Regions from separate parts of the Sus scrofa genome. Here regions 1, 2 and 3 are each linked to region 4. A link is a contact called in public HiChIP or PLAC-seq data. All regions are on one chromosome and are shown on one strand. The core of a region is the stretch at or near the end of the contact, and the rest is flanking DNA. Distances in the headings are between cores, read along the strand shown. Region 1 holds the start of MTMR2 (myotubularin-related protein 2). Region 2 overlaps MAML2 (mastermind-like protein 2). Region 3 overlaps MAML2 (mastermind-like protein 2). Region 4 holds the start of CCDC82 (coiled-coil domain-containing protein 82).

Region 1 (4,483 bases), core at 277-2,776, 430 kb after region 4:
TTTAATTCCTATTTTAGAAATGAGAAAACTAAGTCTTGGAGAAGCAATGAAATCAAAATCATAGAGCAGGTATGTGAAAGAATCAGGATTCCATTTCAGATTTGTCTGGTTTCGAAGTCTTTACACTTAACATTATTGTTCTTTATTAATCATCAAATAAACACATACACAAACTATTATACTATCAGGCAGATGGTTTCAAGCGCTCTGTGAAGGCAATGCTGCTAGAAATTAACTGAGTAGTAGAAAGAATATGGGTCTACTATTTAAGGATTTAAGTCCTTACCAAATTTAGCTTGGAAAAATCTATGTCAAGGTATAATGTGACAGTGAGCCAGCATTTTGGAGGGTAAGTAGGGGTGGAGAAGCAATAAGCAGATTCTTTTATGACTCATTGTAGATGTTTATGCTTGTTAAGAATTCTCAAACACCTCTTCTCTTTGCCTATCAGTTAAGGTTAAGAAATACAATTAAGATCTCTTTACAAATGAGATCTCTTTACAAATGCCATCCTGTCCCTGCCAAGCTGGAAGAGAAAGGCCAAGTCTTTTTGCTTAAATGTATGTTCATTCATATTAATAAACACCCTAGTTTATGTGGAACACAACCAGGCTGGTGGTTTTTCAGGGGAATGTACTCGCAAATTCGTATTTCACTGGCCCTACACTTCAAGATTTTCTTAAAAACATTAGTTGTCAGTATACATTAAATCTAGTTTAAATCAACATAATGCCATTTATCTTAGCAGGGAACTGTTTTGTTTATAAAATGACTGGCTAAATTTTTACAAAAATAATCTTCGCATATTTTTATACCATATACGTCAGGTGATGGAGACTCAGTCTCAATCAACAAAATTCTTTTTGGTATCCTTTCTATGTCCTTCCTTTATCCTCTGTAACAGAAAATTACCAGCAGAAGCATTTCCCCTTCACCCAGTTCCTGTTCTCTTATCACAGTTCTATTACTCTCCCCTCCCTTCCTGCCCTGCCTGGGAATTTGAGAGGGCAGGGAAAGATCCCTACAAGTTTGCCCTCTATCCGACACCACTGCACCCAGTGGTATATGTGTCTAATTTTTTGGTACATTTAACAATTCCCTCCCCATTTCCTCTTCCCATACCTTTCTGTGTGGACAATGGATTAATTCCAAAGTGATTTTTTCCTTCAGATACTTCTAGATCACACAGACTTCAATTCAAATCACAGCAGGGCTTAAAGTTTCAGCTTCTTTTCTAGTGCCCTCTCTACAATGCTGGCTCAGGGATGCAATGGAAATAGAACGATGAGCATTAACTTTTTCCCCTACTTGTCATATATTTCACATTACCCTCTCACATCAATCACGTCTTACTTCTCTGCCCCCTGCCTATAGCTTCCCTGCCTACAGCTACCGTTTTTGAAGTGGTGCTACAAACTGTTTATACATATTAGTCCATTCCATCCAGTAACAACTCTTACGAAGTAGGTAGTGATATTAGCAGCTCATCTCCTTCACCTGCCTTTCCCCCCCGCCCCGTTACTGCGCAAGTGCGCGAGCCGCGTCAAAGCAGTCGACCGAGGGGCGCCGCGGGGTCCGCCGGCTCCCCGGCAGCCCCCGCGCGCGGTGCAGGCTGGGGGAACATGGCCGCTTCCGGTCTCCCTCCCGGGCCGGCGCGGGCCTGACCGCGGTCCTTCCCCGACGCACTCCACCCTCCGCTCCTTCTGCCCGGTAGCCGAGAAGGTCGCTGCAGCTTTTTCCTCCCGCTATCCCCGCCGAGCCATGGAGAAAAGCTCGAGCTGCGAGAGTCTTGGCTCCCAGCCGGTGGTAGCACGGCCGCCCAGCGTGGATTCCCTGTCCAGGTAACCGGGACGCCCAGGGCCCCGCCTAGCGTCCGAGGGGGATGGAGAGGGGCCGGGGATCTGCTGGATGGTACCCCAATTCTGGATTCTGGTTCAAGAAGGCTGCGCCGGAATTCCTTTCCTAGGACTGGAAACCGCTTCTTCCTCCCTCACTGGGGGTTGGAGACTGGGAAAGAGGAGATTAAAACTCATTGCTTCTTTATCAGTCCCACCCCCATATTCTCATGTCGTTTTATTCGCAGTTGCAGGAGCCATTCCTTTGCTTTCTCTGATCGCTTATTGCCTCTAAATTCATTTCTTGGAACAGCCCTTCCCCCAGCTCTCTCCCCTTTTCCCTCATTTCCTCCCTGCCTTTTTTTTTTTTTTTTTCGTCTCTTGACCACTCTTTCCAGAACCAGCCTTTAGTTTTTCTTTCATCCGTCGTTTGGTTTTTGGGTTCTTTCTCACCTTTTCCTCACTTTCCCTTCTCTTATTTTATTTTATTTTTTTTACAGTTTTCCTTACACTCCAATCTCCATCCCCCCAACTTTGTTTTAAATGTAAGTAAAAATGCCCCACCGCTGTGCGTTTCTGGTCTAAATCTTACAGCTGAAAGTCATTATTCCTGATTAACTGATGAGTGGTAGTTTTCTCCCTTCTTGGGCCATCGGTTCTCCAGGTTATTTCTCATGTACTAAATGGGATTTTTTTCCCCTGGAATTTTGAGCAGAATTTTAGTATGCAGCTTCGCAGGGAGCTGTCGTAAATGTTACATATGTATGTTTCTGATGCAGTTTTTTTCTTTGGGTTTTCAGATTGTGATTTAAAATTTTATTAGGAAATTAAAAAGATTTGTAATTGTTATATAGCCGCAATGAAATCAAATTATTTTCAAGAAATAGTTATTAGAGAGTTACTAAGCCATTGTGTGAAAACATAATTTTCTTTTTTTTCCTTGTGAGTTGAAGTTGTTGTGTCTCATAATTCATTTTGGACTCTGCTAAACCTGCGTGATACTACCACTTTTTTTTCCTGTTGCTGTTCAGGAACTCATAAGCTGGTCCCACCATTCTAAATTAGATTCTTTTCCTATACTGGTTAATAGCAACCTGCCCAGCTATCTTTCAGCGTCCTTAACAAGCAGAGTGTAATTGCTGGTTTAATTGTCTTCTCTATTAGGCTATAAACTACTGAGGATGAGGAGTATATCTTATTTATCTTCATATCACCAGCATTTAACAGAGACCCTGTCTGTCAGAGATGCTTATTAAATGCATTTTTGAATTTGTAGATTGAATACCCAGGAGAGAAAAATTTTTCTTTGTGTGATTATGTATAGTGTATACTTGTTTCAAGTATTTTTCAGGTTTATGTTTATTACTATGAAATCTAGAAAGCTGGGGATTATACTCAGCTGTCAAATCATTCAGGAAACAGGTTGGAAAATTATAATTTTATGGGAAAGTTACAAATGACAACTGTGGCTCAGGATAGAATGTAAAGACAAATGTGGCAACTAGTAATCTCATCCAAGTGAGAGGATTTGGAACCACAGGAGGCAGCATAGTCTTGTTAGAAAGTGCTAAGTCAGGCTCAGTCTCTTTTAAAGACCTGGCTTAGCCAGTGATTTGGGCTGTGTCTTAACCTTCTGATTTGCATTTTTCTCATCTTTGGAAATAAGGGGGTTTATCTAGAAAACCGGTAAGGTCCCTTGGAGCTTTAAAATTCTGTCATTCTTTATCTTAATAATAATACTTTATCCTAATGATAATACTTAATGATAATAACCTTTGTTATGGATTTTTTTGCTTTTTTTTTTAAAAGGGCCACACCTGCGGCACCTGGAAGTTCCCAGGCTAGGGGTCGAATCTGAGTTGTAGCTGCTGGCCTACAGCCACAGCAACGCGGGATCCCTGACCCACTGAGCGAGGCCGGGGATTGAACCCACATTGTCATGGATACTAGTTGGGTTCCTTTCCGCTGAGCCACGACGGGAACTCCTGTTATGGATTTTTGGGATTACACTAAATAAATGTGTGTTATTATTACAAACTAATGTACCTAATTTGCCACCTAAGCACATTTATTTCCAAAAAAAAAAAAAAAACAACCCAGCAACTTTAAAGTTTATAAATATCGTAACTTCTTAATGAAACATATTATATATGAATTTGAGAAAATTAAGAACTTGAATTTGGACTAGAGTATGTTAGCTTAGCTTCAGCCTCTCTGGATGAAAATATGAGGAGTAAAATGCCAGCTTTCATTCCTCTTCTTTGGAAGGTAGAAAAATAACATTTATTGAATGGCTACTGAATGGAATTGACCTTACTGAATTCTTTCATATCTTTGTTTCTGAATCATTACACCTATTTGTGACACTCTTTTTAATCAACATTGTAGAATAGCTGCGTTGTAGACAATTGTTAGAAAGCTTAATTTTAAACTTAATCTGGGGTAATAGTCAATCACAGGTGATTCTAATACACAGGGATGGTGGACAGTATGGTTATAATAGCTGTGTTAAGCGGCTAGCCAGATCAAGTTTATTACTGTTGTTAGCCTATGATAAAGGAAAATATTGGTGTTTGAACTGTATTGTCTCAGCCTTTTGCAGAAATCTCACCCTTTAATTGTGGTTATGTGTTTGTTTTATACAATTG
Region 2 (4,612 bases), core at 476-2,975, 330 kb after region 4:
CTGTTCTTGCACAGTGCTAGATCCCCTGGACTTTTCACCTAGTTTTCCAATCATAAGAACAAACGTGAAATAAGTGCTCACCTTCAGAAAAAGGATAACTTTGCAATAATGCATTTGGGAGTGCCCGAAATTAAAGCCAGAGATAATATAAGAGAAAAGGAAAAGAGAGAGAGAGATGAAATAGTGTTATGTAAGAATAAAAGGTGGTATATCAAATTAAAACCACATATAAGACATAAATATAAGCTAAACAGCTAATTCTTCCTCCAAGGGACCGTGAAAAGATCAGTCTCTACCTAACACCCCCTCGTGGCCCACACCATCCCCTCATTAGATGAGTCCATGGTAAAGCAGACACTCAATCCAACCTCTCTTAGAAATTGTAAATTACAGTCCCTTTCTGTGGAACTCCTGTTGATGCTGGCTTCCAGCCTGGGCTCCTCCTCTGATTATCTGAGCCAGTTGTTTCACCTTTTAGGGACTCAGTGTCCTCTTTTATTAAATATTACTTAGTGAATTTTACTGTCCGAGTGAGCTCTTTTTAAAATTGAGATGCAAATTAGTACTATATCCAGAAACAGCAGCCCCTCAAAATATCCCCATCTAGAGCTATAACTTCGAATCAGGACAAGTCAGAGTCCAGGAAAAGTGGAAAAAGCTCCTAGGAAGTAAGACATTTCCGAACTTCAGTCTGCATCTGGCTGGAAGCCCTCTGTGGAGTTTTCAAGGAGAGACCCCTACATGGCTCTAAGATGGTTCTTTTTTCTCCCTCCTAATAGAGCATAAAGCAGTAAAAGCGATGCCATACCTCTCTCACATGAAGCGCTCTCAATACGAGGGCGCCCACGTGGTCGGCTTCAGGTCTGAGCCACAGATCCACATATATGGCTAAAGGGAGGGAAGGAGCAGACAAAATACCAAAGCGATGAAGAGAGAAAGAAAAGATGTTCTGCGAACATCTTCATTGTTTGCCCACATGACTGCCTGGTATGTTAATGTCTCGCATCAGCCTCTGCTAATGAGGATGCTGCCCTTACTTCCCTTGCAGTTTATAAATGGAGTGGCATTATGTAATCACCCTAATGAGGTAATAGAAACATAAGTACACAGGAAAATTTGATAGGGTTTCTCCTAATTCGCCCTCTGCTGTGTCGGTCACCCCCCATCCCATTAACCCTCCCTCTCCCCTCCGCCCTCCCCCCCTCCAACTGGCTGAATCTCTGGTCCCAGAGGACATATTGTTGGCTATTATTTATAAGAAGTCTCTCTCCTCTTGGCAGGATATAGAACAGCTGCTGGTCTATTCTCTGCCACAGAGACCAACTTCCCTCTTTTGCCCTGGATGATTGGAAGAAAGTCGGGGAGAAAAGCAATTTATAGTTGTGTTACAGCACCTCTATTTTCTTTTATGTTTATTTATATTGCTTCCATTTCTGCCTGGGATTTCTGAGATAATCAGGATCACTCTGCTACAGAATTCTCATTTGGGGAGGCTCTGGTGGCAGTTGATGGCATTTTTCTTCATTGAGTCAGACATTTTAGAACTCTGGGCTAGAGGAAACTGAGCATTTCTACTGCGAGAGTTTGAGAATCAATGTGGTGGGGTTTTGTTCTTGTTTTTGTTTTTTTCTGAGAAACTGATGGCTGTGTTTGATGTTACATGAACCATAAATGACTCTGAATTCCTCAAGGGAAGGCACCTTGTCTTTGTCAACTTGCCGCCCACGGGGTATAGCACAGTACCTGCTTGGTAAATGTTTGCTGAATGAACTGAGTGGGGTTCGGGTTTGTCCGTCCTTTGATGTCCACGTCTCCGACAGACCAGCCCCTAAGCCTCAGCCCGGACTTCCAGGCCAGACAAGCCCATGACCCAACGTGGGCCTTTTCCTGAGATCTTTTGTCCCGCATTATTTTTGGCTCTGGGACTCATCCTGGTCAAAGAAGCACAAGAGCTCAAGATTTCAAAATCTAGGCTAGGTCCTGAATCTTCAGAGAGACCTGAGCCTCTCTGGAAGTGGAATACAGGGAGAATTTCTTTGTTCTTTTAGGAGTCGAAGGAAATCCCAGAGTAGGAAACTGGCCTGGGTCCCGAGATCCAGACAGGCCAGACGCGGACAGTCCTTGGTGAACAGAAAGGAGTCACGGTCCAGCATTATGGGTTTTCCTCCTGACCAAAGGTTTGGGACTGAGCTGGGTTGGCTGCTGGTCAAGGCCATGTTTAGGGAAGTCTGGAGAAGCAGAGTGGAGTAGTTAAATCCACTCTGGTGAACAGAAAAGTATCACAGTCCAGCATTATGGTTTCTCCTCCTGACCAAAGGTTTAGGACTGAGCTGGGTTGGCTGCCGGTCAAGGCCATGTTTAGGGAAGTCTGGAGAAGCAGAGTGGAGTAGTTAAATCTGAGGTGATGGGGTGTGTCCAAGGGGAGATTGACTTCTGATTCCCTTATTTATCTCTACGTGGAAACAGCTTAGTCAGTATTAATAATAGCAAGCTTCCTCTGCAGACCAGTCAGCCCCCTTCCTGGAGGAGACTAGGAAAGCTGGAAATTGCTACGTGGCAGGTGCTCTTGGTAAGGGTTTGTGAGGCACCTTTAGATTTCCCAGCCTGTGTTCCTAAGTGTGTCAGAAGCATCCCGAAGGACCTGAAGGATCTCTTTATTGCCTCTGCTACCCCGCAGCCCACCCAGTGCGTACCTAACGAATGTTCCTGACAGACATACGGAGATTATGATTAAAAAGGATATACTAGGTGCTAAAGCCACTGAGGTGTCCGCCTTTCTGATAATTTTCAACATTTTGCAGGCAACATAGAAAGAATAATAATAGCTGTGGTTTATTGAGTGACAGGCACAGTGCTTGTCACTTCAAAGACATTATTTTGTCTCGTAATCTGGTTTCTAAAGGGAATCATTGGAGACAGAAAATGTCACAGTTCTCACTTTTGCCCAACTGTGAGCCAAGGCCTTCAGAACCGGGAGAGGAAGCTGGTTAGGTTGGCTCAGAGAGTAGCTAATGCCTTCTCTGGAGAAAGAATAAGTCTGATACACAGAGAGATCCAGGTAAATTTTTGCTTTTTTTTTTTTTGGCCCTTCACTATATCCCTGGTTATCCTGATTGCTCCTGGGTAGTTGCTTGTTAACTCGGATTTTAATTGGCAGGCTTTCAGGCATCGTAGGAGATGGGGAGCCAAGAGCGCCTTCATAGAAGATGGTTGTATGAAGCTTTTGGTGGTCAAGGCCATGTTTAGTAAAGACTGGGCAGAAGCGGATTAAATCTGAGGCACTAAGGTGTGGCAAAGAGGAGATGGGCTTCTGATTCCCTTATTTGTTTCCATGTGAAAATAGCTTAGTAAATATTAATAACAGCTAACTATTATCAAGGTGCACACCACAGTAAATGATGTACTGTTTAGGTCAGACTGCCTGAGTTCAAACTCCACACTGGAGCTATAACTTTGAGGCAACCTCTCTGTACCTCATTTTCATTGTCTGCAAAATATATAGAATATCTACTTTTTTCTTGCTAAGGATTAAATGAGAAGATGAATGTCAAGGGCTTAACATAGTATCTGGTATTTAAGAAATATTGACCACTATTATTATTATTACTAAATAATCAATATATATCTCTTAGTTCCATAAAATATGGGGGCTAGTTAAGAGAAAGGACCTTGTATATTTCTTGTATCTAGCACAATGCTTGGCACATTTGTAGACTCTGAATAAATGCTGGATCTTTGGTAGACTGGATGGGTAGATGGATGGACAAAATAATTTGAGTTTAGGAGTTCCCATTGTGGCTCAGCAGGTTAAGAACCCCACATAGTTTCTGTGAGGACGTGGGTTCAATCCCTGGCCTCACTCAAAGGGTTAAAGATCCGGTGTTGCCAGCCTCAGATCCAGCATTGCTGTGGCTGTGGCATAAGCCAGCAGCTGCAGCTATGATTTCAGCCCCTACCCCAGGAACTTCCATATGCTGCAGTTGTGGCCTTAGAAAAAGAGAGGAAAAAAAAATAGAAATTGAGTTTATACAGATAAAAGGCACTATAAGAAGGCACTATAAGAAACCTCATTTGTTCCAGATCCCTTCCCAAAAAGTTACACCTCTCGTGTTACCCAAAGGAAGCCACCATGACACTAAACCAGCCTGCAGCATCCAGCAGGTAGTTCTTAAGCTCAACTGGACATTCAGGCTCACAGGACTACTATACACTGCATTTGACATCAGCCTACTCAGAAGGCTATAAGCTGGGAATTGTAGTTGCCAGAAGAGCAGCAGTAGGCAACCTTTTTCCATAAAGAGCTCTGCCAGCACAGGTGCAAGGTGATAGGATCCATATTGGGTGGGTGAAGGAACTGCCTTTGTTTAAAAAGCCTTATATCCACCAGCAGTCAATAACTCTTGTAACAGTTCCAAAGGTCATAGCTTGCAGGGTGCTCTCAAGGGACATTCTAGTTACAAGAATTGCTACACTCAGAGAAGTCCAAAGCCTGGCATTCCCATCAGGTATTTACAGTTCGTTTGTACTTACCCCCAAGTCCAGTTGCAGTCTACCAATGAGGGGTCATTTTTTATCCTATGCAATGTTGCCTAGTAACATAGTTGACACATAC
Region 3 (4,501 bases), core at 1,378-3,877, 360 kb after region 4:
TAATTCAGAGAATGATTCAGGAAATTCTCTAAATGAAAGAGTTAAGAGGAGCCAAAAACCATCCTTAGACCCAAGCTGAGTGAATAATATGGCTGCCATACAAAATGGTTGGAATGATTGGAAGCCAGAGGAAGTCTCCTAATTATTCCTTTTATCTCTTCCTCCACCAAACTACGCCACAAGTAGGTGACTTTTAGCAACATGTACATGTAACTACACACCCAGCAGATGTAAAAATTACAGTGTAACAGTGGAAGAAAAATAGGGAAATTCTGTGATGATAATAATAGCTAACATTTGTTTGCATTTTATGGATTACCAAGGACTTTCACACACATGTTCTGTTTTACGCTTTATGATGTCCCCAAGATTTGGCATTACTAAGATTTCCAGTTCATAGAGAGGGAAACTGAGGCTCAGCAGCTCATGCGAGATGACACAATTAGGAAGTCATGGAGTTGGACCGTGAACCCATCTAACTCCAAGGCCCTGGACCCTGGCAGAAATGACCTTCTCTACTATTGCAACTCTCACTGTCAATCTAAAACTTTTCTCCTGAATAAGAACTCTTGTCTATTAAAAAAATAGATTCCCCCCCCCCCCACTGTTTCAGTTCTCTAAAACATTGCCGAAATCCCCCTTAACCAGCTTATCCCTAGTCTTTGCTTCAGCTATTCTCTGCCTTTGCTTTCTGGATTTTCCATTTTTATGATCATCCGATAACTTCATTTTCTCCAACCTTGGACAACAGAGAGTGTTTGCAGTTTAATTATTCTGTCACTTTGCTACAGGAGACTTATCCATTTTAAAGATGTTTCCAGCCTTACTCAGCAAAACCGCCTCTTGTTCACCACCTCTTGGTAGAGGCTTCTCATCTTAATCACTTGACACTTTCCCCTCCTTCCCTACTTTCTCCCTGTGCTCCCCTGCCCTCTGCCTAGTGTGTTCTGTTTGCTCTAAGCCTGAAAGGTTTGCTGTGTGAACGTTTTGTGAGGAAAAACCTACCAGGTGGAAAGATCTGGCAATAAACGACCACCCCTTGTGTTCCAGGGCCTCTTGTGAGAACTCAGGGAGTCTGCCTGCCTCTCGCTGATGGCCCCAAAGATCCCGCTCCCACAGACGGGACATCCCATGGAGCAGTGTGGTCCTGCCACGTTCTAGCACATGATCCCACATTCCACATCAGTCTGCTCACTAGCTGGGTGGTCCAGGCCCCATTCTGGGAAGCCTTGCCAACGGCTGATGTCTGGCTACTGGGCAGCTGGCGAAGCTTCCACATGTGTGGGAACTGTGCTGGAAAGACAAGGAGACAAGGCTAGGCTCAGCAAGTGGGTGCATGAGGAATTCATGTAAGGGAAAGAGGCCTCGAAGCTACACAGCAACAAGGCACGCAAACAGTGACTCCATCCTATGGCAACAGTGCCATCTGTGGCTTATCTTGTGCATCTGCCCATCCCAACTGCAGATCAGGAGAAGAAGCCATTTGGTTGAACTTCCCAAGTTGAGAGTCAGAGCTTTCCATCAGCAGTAAAATTAGCTCAGGGTCCTGCCCGGGGGGTTTACTCGACCCACACTCTGCAGAGGTGCTTTGTCCTGTGTTGCCCAGTTCTCCAGGTCTTCACGATCCTCAGCTTGCTTCCTCACTGAATGGTGGTTCAGCTCTACCCACCCCAGCCCCAGCGAGCCGCTGAAATCCTTGCCTTCTTTGAATGCAATATCTTTTGCATCCTTTTCTTATAATGCAGCAATTGCCTGGTTCCATCCAAACATAAAGATGCCATCATCACTTATTTTTAAGGTTCTGCTTGATGCCTTATGGACTAATCTATCTGCCTGTCCCTTCCTTCCTCATTGTCCTAATGCCGCCCAACATTATTAAACTCCTTTATCGTGGGCTGATTGCTTCTTCAAACGTTCTGTCACGTGATCCTTATGAGACCCCTGACAGCCTCATTCTGGGCCGAATTATGGGTATGTTATTAGCTTCATTTTACACCTGAGCAAATAAGCTCAGAGAAGTGAACTCGTCTGTGTGAGGTCACATAACTAGTAAATGGCACAGCTGGCACTCAAACCTGTGTTTCTGACTCTTGAGTCTGGTGCTCTTTTTTCTGCAGACAGACAGGGACAGGGAGAGTGAACTAAATCCAGCGGCTGTCACATATGCTTCTAGGGCCAAGTGACCCTTTTCAAATCAGCTCCCCAGTGTCCTTCTCTACCCTCCCCACCGGGCGAAAGACTAATCCTTCTAAAAGCCCTCTGCTCTCTGTGTGCTACCTTAATCCCCAAGATCCCATCTGTTGTGTCTCTGGACACAAATACACATGGCCGATTTAACTGCAGTGATTCGGGGCAGAATAAGAAAGGCAGGAACCTGGGACAGAATTTCCCTGATTGTAAGAGGTCAGGCATTGGAGTTTGGGGACAGATTCAGGAATAGGGACCGGTGATGGAGATCACTGTGGCACATGGAACACAGCAACAGATAGCTGATGGGAATATAGTGATTTGATCAGCACAACAAAATTCAACATGGTGTCTTCAGAGTGCCCTGACCACGAATGAATCATGGGGATAGAGAAACAGGAGCAGTGATAGAAATCCAGGCAAACAGACAGGGTGAGCCAGAGCAGATGATTAGAAGCACAGTCACAAGGCTGGGGATGGTGAAAGAAAGACAGTACCCATCACCCTAGAGCATCTGGGCTACTGAGACCACAACTTTGTTACAGACATGACAGTGGCCCTCTAACCAGAACCAACTTCAAGGTGTGAACTTGGCCTTAGCAACAAAGAGACTTTGCTCAGAATCAGAGACTTTCTTCAGGGCCACGCCTAACACCCAGCTTCAAAGAGAAAAGAGATGCTGAGCCTGGGAACAGGCAGGACCTTGTATTCCGGTTTGGGACCCTTTTCTACATTAACTAGTATAGACAAGGTTATGCTTCAGTAACATATAATATCAAAGTCTTACTGGCTAAAACAAAAGTTTTGGAGTTTCAGTGTGGCTCAGCTGGTAAAAGGCCTGACATTGTCTCTGTGAGGATACAGGTTTGATCCATGGCCTCGCTCAGTGGGTTAAGAATCTAGCATTGCCACAAGCTGCAGCGTAGGTCAGATGCAGCTCGGATCTGGTGTTGCTGTGGCTGTGGCGTAGGCCGGCAGCTGCAGCTCTGATTTAACCCCTAGCCTAGGAACTTCCATATGCCACAGGTGTGGCCATAAAACAAACAAACAACCAAAAAAAAAAAAAAAAAAACCCAAAAATAAACAAAATGTGAGTTGTATTTCCTTCACTGCTTGTCCACAATGGGGGCAGGGCATCTGCACATCGTAGCCATATGGGGACTGAGGATGATGGAACAGCCACCACTCTGAGCACAGCCAGTTGCCAACCCAGAGAGAAAAGAGGGCCTCCTCAAGGGTCTCATGTTAGCAAATAAAGTCTTAGCCAGAGAGTGACACACATCACTTCAGCTCACGACTCACTCCTAGTAACCCATGTCCTAGTAACCCCCAGGGAGGCTGGGAAGCACCATCCTGCCACCGGCCCAGGAGTCAGAGAGCTGCAGACATTCGGCAAGCAGCCCGCCATGAGGCCTTGAGATTGGACTCATGATGGATTATTATCTTCAACCTTAGTTGGGAAAATAAGGCATCAATTACAGAAATCTGGAAAACATGGACTCCTCTGTAGCTTCACTGAGAGCCCAGGATTCTATGAAAGCCAATGGAAGCAGTGACTAATCTAGGCTAAGGGTAGGGAGATGAGTTTAAGGCAGGCTTCCATGTCTGCATATAACTCTGGCACGCACGCACACACACACACATGAGAAGATGAGAGTAAAGCAATGATTCCCTAGCACCAGAGTCAATCACCTGTACCCCTCTATCCACAAGGCATGGTTGTTCCCACCCTATGGAGAACAGGCTTTATAGAGGAGAGCTTTTGCTTGTTTCCACTAAAGTCTAGAATTCTGGTGACTTGTAGGCAGTTGAATTGGAAAAGGAGCAACAGCCTCTCTTTCTCTCATTCTGACAAAATTTTTCTCCTTTAAACTCTGCCATTGAGACCTAAAATTCTGAGTTCATTGGCTTTTCTGCTTAATGCCAGAAAAAAGACCTGTAGAACTCCAAATATTAACTGAAAGCAGGCATACAATAAACCCTACCACCTCGGTTCATGTTGGTTTATCCATGTAGCTTTAGTCACCGGGCACACACCGGTACCATCAGAGTCACCCAGGTCCTTGTTAGAAATGCAGAAACTCAGTACTCAAGCACCCCTCGCCATGCCAAGACCTACTGAATAAGATTCAGCCTTGGCACAAGATCCCAAAGTAATTCATATGCACAGTAAGGTTTAAAAAGTACTGACCCTACTGAGTACAAGAGGAATTGCAAGGATCCGGTGTTGCTGTGAGCTGTGGTGTAGGTTGCAGCTGCAGCTCGGATCCCTCGTTGCTGTGGCTGTGGCGTAGGCTGATGGCTACAGCTCTGA
Region 4 (4,572 bases), core at 381-2,880:
GATCTCAGGACGTTTTCATTTGGATGTGTTGGTGAATTATCCAACAAGAGCACAGCCTTCTCCTGTAAGCCTTTGGATCTTAAGTGCTCCCGAACTTGTGGCACAAAGATCTTATCAAACCATTGTCGGAAAATTGAAAGATCCATCCATGCACCTTTTTGGCTAAAATAAGAGACTGGCAGGTTTGAAGTGTCAGTTGACTTGAAAGAGCGAGGTTTCTTTGCTTTCCCTACAACACAAAGTTTAAGTTTGTGTAAACCTGTTGCATTGGCACAACACATGACAGTGACTCTTTCTTCAACTGACTTGTGCCCAGGGACTGTGCATTTACCTTTGATTACTGAAGTTCTGGAAGGCAGGCATTTCCAAAACAATCCAGTTTCATCTGCATTGTAGATTTGTTCTGGTTGCAAATTCTCTTGTTCAATAAAGTCTCGAAAGTTGTTACAAAAATCTTCCACAGCAGTCTCATCTCCGCTTAATCTTTCATTTCTAATATTAATCTCTCTAATGCTGTGTCGCTGCTTAAAACGCGTTAACCAACCGGCAGAAGGGTTAAAATCACCATCCATTCCCAAAGCATAAAAGAAGAACTCTGCCCTTTTTGCACAAATTGGCCCAGACACAGGATTCCCTTTTGCTCTTTGCTGGTTGAACCATTCTAGCATTGCTCTGTCCAGTTCCTCATACATGGATGGCTTCATAGATTTCCTCTTGGCCAGAAGACTTGTGGAATCAGAACTGCTTGCATAAGTTATAATCTTTTCTTTATTTTTTCTTATATCCCGTACTGTTGTCTCACCAATTCCATAAATCACTGCCAACTGCTTGGAAGAACCACCATCTTCAAGTTTCTTTATTATATCAAGCTTATCTTTAATAGTCAACACCACACGCTTCCTCTTCCCTGACATGGTGAAGCTCTGGCACTCAGGTACTCGGCCCACACTTACACGGAAGCAATCCACAAAATCCTGCCTTTTCTCACAGACTCACTTTAAAACAGTCTTACACACTAGTTCTTTCAACCTCACCAGGAACCTGGTGGCCCAGACCTCGTCCCCTCTGGGCTTGGCTGGTAAACAGACGGCAGAGGACGATCAGAGGGGAGAAGTTTGAGGGAACAGGCCTTTAACTTTAAATGGGCAGTAGAAGAGGCCCCAAGTCACCGCGGATAATACGGATTACAAACATTTGTTTTATTCCCACAGTGGCCGCAAGAAAGACTATAGCCCCACAAGCCTCCTTCAGGCCCGGTACCAGGTCAACGACCGTCACTAACCCCTGCCACACCCCAAAGTTACGGTGGAGAGCGGAAGAGCCAGGGAGTCGGGACTGGCCCCCTTCCCCAGGGGGACGGCTACGTTTGATTCCTCCCCCAGCCGCCAGCCCCTTCCACTGCAAGCCCCACCTCCCCGCGCTGGGTTTACTGGGCCTGCATAGTCCCCCCGGTCCCACACAGCCCGCCAAGCCCCTCTCCCCACCTCAGTAGGAACCAGGACCCTGCACCGCTCCCTGCCTAACGCGCGGCGACCGCTCCTCCCCCAGCACACGCTCCCGGAAGACGCCCCCTCCCGCCTCCAGGCCCCGCCTCTAGCCCCTCCCAGAGGCGGGACTTCCCCCCGGTCCCCGGAAGGAGGAGGGGCGTCGCTAGTCGGAACAGGACACCTGGGCGGAGGCAGGGGCGGAGGCAGAGGCGGAGGAGGATTGAAAGGTGAGGGCGCGGGGACGACGCGGGGCCAGCTCGGGGCGGGGACTAGCTCTCGCTTGGGCTGCTAATGGTTTATTATAGGGGCAGGGGAAGCCACGCCTCCCCGCGGGCAGGGAGAGAAAATTCCCGCCGGCTCTCTCAGGATGGGCGGGGCGGCTCCTCTGCGCGCTTCGCTACATTCGCGTGCCGCCCGGGCTGAGCTTCAGTGGGTGGGGTGCCAGTTCCTGGCGCGAAGGGGAAGTGGGCAGGACTGATACGCGGAGCCCGGGTGGTGATTTCGCGGGTTTCTGGCCTTTCCAGATTCTTGTTTGTTTTCTGCGGGGGGCCTCACTCCTCTAAGATCTAGGGGTTTGTGACGTCCCGCGAACGTCATCGCGAAGCTCTCTCTGAGGGTCCCGTTTCCTAGCTACAGTGCCCCTTCCTCGTGAGCGCGAGGGGCGGACTGGCCGGAGTGCTGCGCCAGGTGTCTGTGTCCCGTCGAGGAACCAGGTTTGTAATCGTGAAAAAGACTCTGGTGTTAAACTCCCAGGAGGATCTTTTCCTTCCCCGGCCACTCATCCCTGCTGAATTTAGCGAACCATCCTCAGTATTACAGATTTTGAATATTTCTCTGTGCGAAATTGTGGAGTAGTAAACCTTGGTTCTAAATAGAGGTAATTGGCTTTCCTCTCTTTATATGTTTCTTCATATTTTCCTATTTCTGTCTTGTGCTACCCTGGTTTCCAGCCAGTGGAAGAACTATGATACATTATTCACGGCAATGTGATAACATTAAAAAAATCATATTATGTAGCCTTAAAATCATGTGTTGTGCTGGCTTGTTTTCTTGTCCCTAGTAGTTTCATCAGATTGTGAGCTCCTTGAGAGTAGAGACCGTGTTGTTGATGTTTTTTCTAGTAACGCCACAGCTCCAAGCGTGCGCTGGCACGTAGTATCCATTCAGTGACTATTTCCTTGGTTTGTTAAGGTTTCTTCTCCAAACTGGCATATAAAAGGAAACACTAAGGAGGGGAAATGTTTTACAAATAGAATGCATCCCTTCTAGTGGAATTTCAAGAAATGGCTGAGGGTTCCACTGCCCTTAATTTTTTAAGTGTAAACCACCACCTACATTGTTTATAGAGCAAGTCCAAGAATTAATCTTTTCTTGGGGATGAATTAACCTCCAAGTATAGAATAACGGATAGTTCTTCTGATATTTCTTCTAGAATAAAGTGTATTAAGGTGGCACCAAAGTACCCTTTTTAGTTGTAGAGTTACTGTGTTAGAGAAAGAACACAAGCCCTATGGATTATCACCTTTACATCCTTCGGCAGACAAAGTTTACGTGATTTTAACCCCCCGAAGCACAAAGGTGTGATAGTATTGATCTTCATTCACTTATTTAATGCTTTCTGTTTGGAGTGTCTGTTTTTCTCTTTGCCTAAAGGTAAGTTATCATTAAAGAAGCTTGATTAAACTCTCATTTCAATATATTGAGTGTATACTCAGCATATAAAAAATTGCATCCATTTGCATGGATAATTTTCTGAGTGAATTCTAATGATCAAAAGGTGTCTTACCCATCAACCTAGCTTTGCCTTCTCATTTCCTCAGGTTCAGTTCACTCACCTTTCCCTCCGTTATCCTTCTTACCTCCCCATCTCACCTAGTAAAAGTATCCACAATTTAAAAAGAGGAGCTACATATTCAAGTTATCTTCTTTTTCAGTAACAGAATTTTTGATATTCTGATATTATTGATATTATCAGCAATGTTGAAAAAAGAGAGACCCTGGAAATTTGGCAGTTGGCCAAATGAAACAATTTGTTTAAATAAAATTTGCCCCCTAATATATTCAATACTGGAGTTCCCATTGTGGCTCAGCATGTTAAGGACTCATGTTGTCTCTGTGAGGATGCATGTTCAACCCCTGTCCTCACTCAGTGGGTTAAGGATCTGGCATTGCTGCAGGCTGGCGTCATATCCGGAGTCACTGGATATGACTCTGATCCAGTGTTGCCATGGCTGTGGCATAGGCCTGCAGGTGCAGCTCCAATTCAGCCCCTAACCTGGGAACTTACATATGCTGCAGGTGCAGCTGTAAAAAGAAAAATTCAGTACTGCAATTTTCCAAAATAAATTTTTTCTCATCAGACTGCCTTTCTTCGAAATCTTTACAACTCAGTGGAAATCCCTTAATTTTTGTGATCAGTATCATCAGTAAGATGGTAGAGGGAAGTTTGCAAATTTTCATCTTTTCTTTTCTTGACTATTGGATAAATAATTTCCAGAAGTTTCTGGCTTAACTCATATGCACTAGAATTCAGTTACATAATTTAAAAAGCATGCTCTTAAACTCTTATTTAAATGATTTTAATGGTTATTTTCTGTAACTAAAATTTAGCATGAATGAGAGATAAAATAATGACTTTTTAAAGACATAATTTTTCCTACCTTGTACAAATATAATATTGGCAGCCGTCATTGTGTAGCACTGGACCGGGAATCAGGAGACCTGGTTTCTAATACCTGCTCTGTTGCTAAGGAGCTGTGTGATCTTTGGTAAGTCATTTAAACTCTATGTCCTTGGCTTTGATTTTTGTAACAATAGATCCTTCCTTCTAGAATCATTATCAGAATGTTAAAATATATTTGAAAATGCACTGAAAATTACACAAAGGATTTTTTAATAGCTTAGCTGTGTAGTCATAGGTATTTGTATAGTGTGACATTCTTAATCATTTCTACTGTTGTCATAAGGCTCACCTCTTGTTATGATTAGTAACTATCTTTGCATATGGTAGAGTTTTGTAAGATAATCATCTAGTGTGTATGAAACTGCTCTTGAATATTAATAAAATCATCTTTCACATTACTGT

The links. HiChIP or PLAC-seq counts read pairs in DNA pulled down with a chosen protein or histone mark.
Region 1: a contact with region 4 is called in an H3K27ac HiChIP or PLAC-seq map of alveolar macrophages. The contact joins the promoter of MTMR2 here to the promoter of CCDC82 in region 4. A contact is called at or near these places in 3 of 5 promoter capture datasets (fetal liver, fetal skeletal muscle and liver), 9 of 47 Hi-C or Micro-C datasets (alveolar macrophages, brain, embryonic fibroblasts and 4 more) and 2 of 2 datasets of contacts at active chromatin or transcription factors (alveolar macrophages and skeletal muscle).
Region 2: an H3K27ac HiChIP or PLAC-seq map of alveolar macrophages shows a contact between it and region 4. The contact joins the enhancer-like site here to the promoter of CCDC82 in region 4. A contact is called at or near these places in 2 of 5 promoter capture datasets (fetal liver and fetal skeletal muscle), 17 of 47 Hi-C or Micro-C datasets (alveolar macrophages, blood, embryonic fibroblasts and 8 more) and 2 of 2 datasets of contacts at active chromatin or transcription factors (alveolar macrophages and skeletal muscle).
Region 3: a contact with region 4 is called in an H3K27ac HiChIP or PLAC-seq map of alveolar macrophages. The contact joins the enhancer-like site here to the promoter of CCDC82 in region 4. A contact is called at or near these places in 3 of 5 promoter capture datasets (fetal liver, fetal skeletal muscle and liver), 7 of 47 Hi-C or Micro-C datasets (alveolar macrophages, embryonic fibroblasts, heart right ventricle and 4 more) and 2 of 2 datasets of contacts at active chromatin or transcription factors (alveolar macrophages and skeletal muscle).

Annotation. Positions count from the first base shown.
Region 1 is chr9:27,971,491-27,975,973 of Sscrofa11.1, reverse strand. MTMR2 (myotubularin-related protein 2) reads left to right here and starts at 1,526. Exons shown (of 16, transcript XM_003357252.4): 1 at 1,526-1,841.
Region 2 is chr9:28,077,029-28,081,640 of Sscrofa11.1, reverse strand. All of the region lies in intron 2 of MAML2 (mastermind-like protein 2), which reads left to right. Among named protein-coding and RNA genes, the nearest start is that of MTMR2, 100 kb to the right of the region's middle. Within about 2 kb of position 1,725, at least 33 of the 83 cell types and tissues checked have an H3K27ac peak or open chromatin away from gene starts, as enhancers often do. A contact at or near this core is called in alveolar macrophages, fetal liver, liver and 3 more, where this site is marked.
Region 3 is chr9:28,045,992-28,050,492 of Sscrofa11.1, reverse strand. The region is part of intron 2 of MAML2 (mastermind-like protein 2); the gene reads left to right. Among named protein-coding and RNA genes, the nearest start is that of MTMR2, 74 kb to the right of the region's middle. Within about 2 kb of position 2,627, at least 3 of the 83 cell types and tissues checked have an H3K27ac peak or open chromatin away from gene starts, as enhancers often do. A contact at or near this core is called in alveolar macrophages, where this site is marked.
Region 4 is chr9:28,404,408-28,408,979 of Sscrofa11.1, reverse strand. It overlaps CCDC82 (coiled-coil domain-containing protein 82), which reads left to right and starts at 1,630. Exons shown (of 9, transcript XM_021062697.1): 1 at 1,630-1,714; 2 at 4,172-4,255.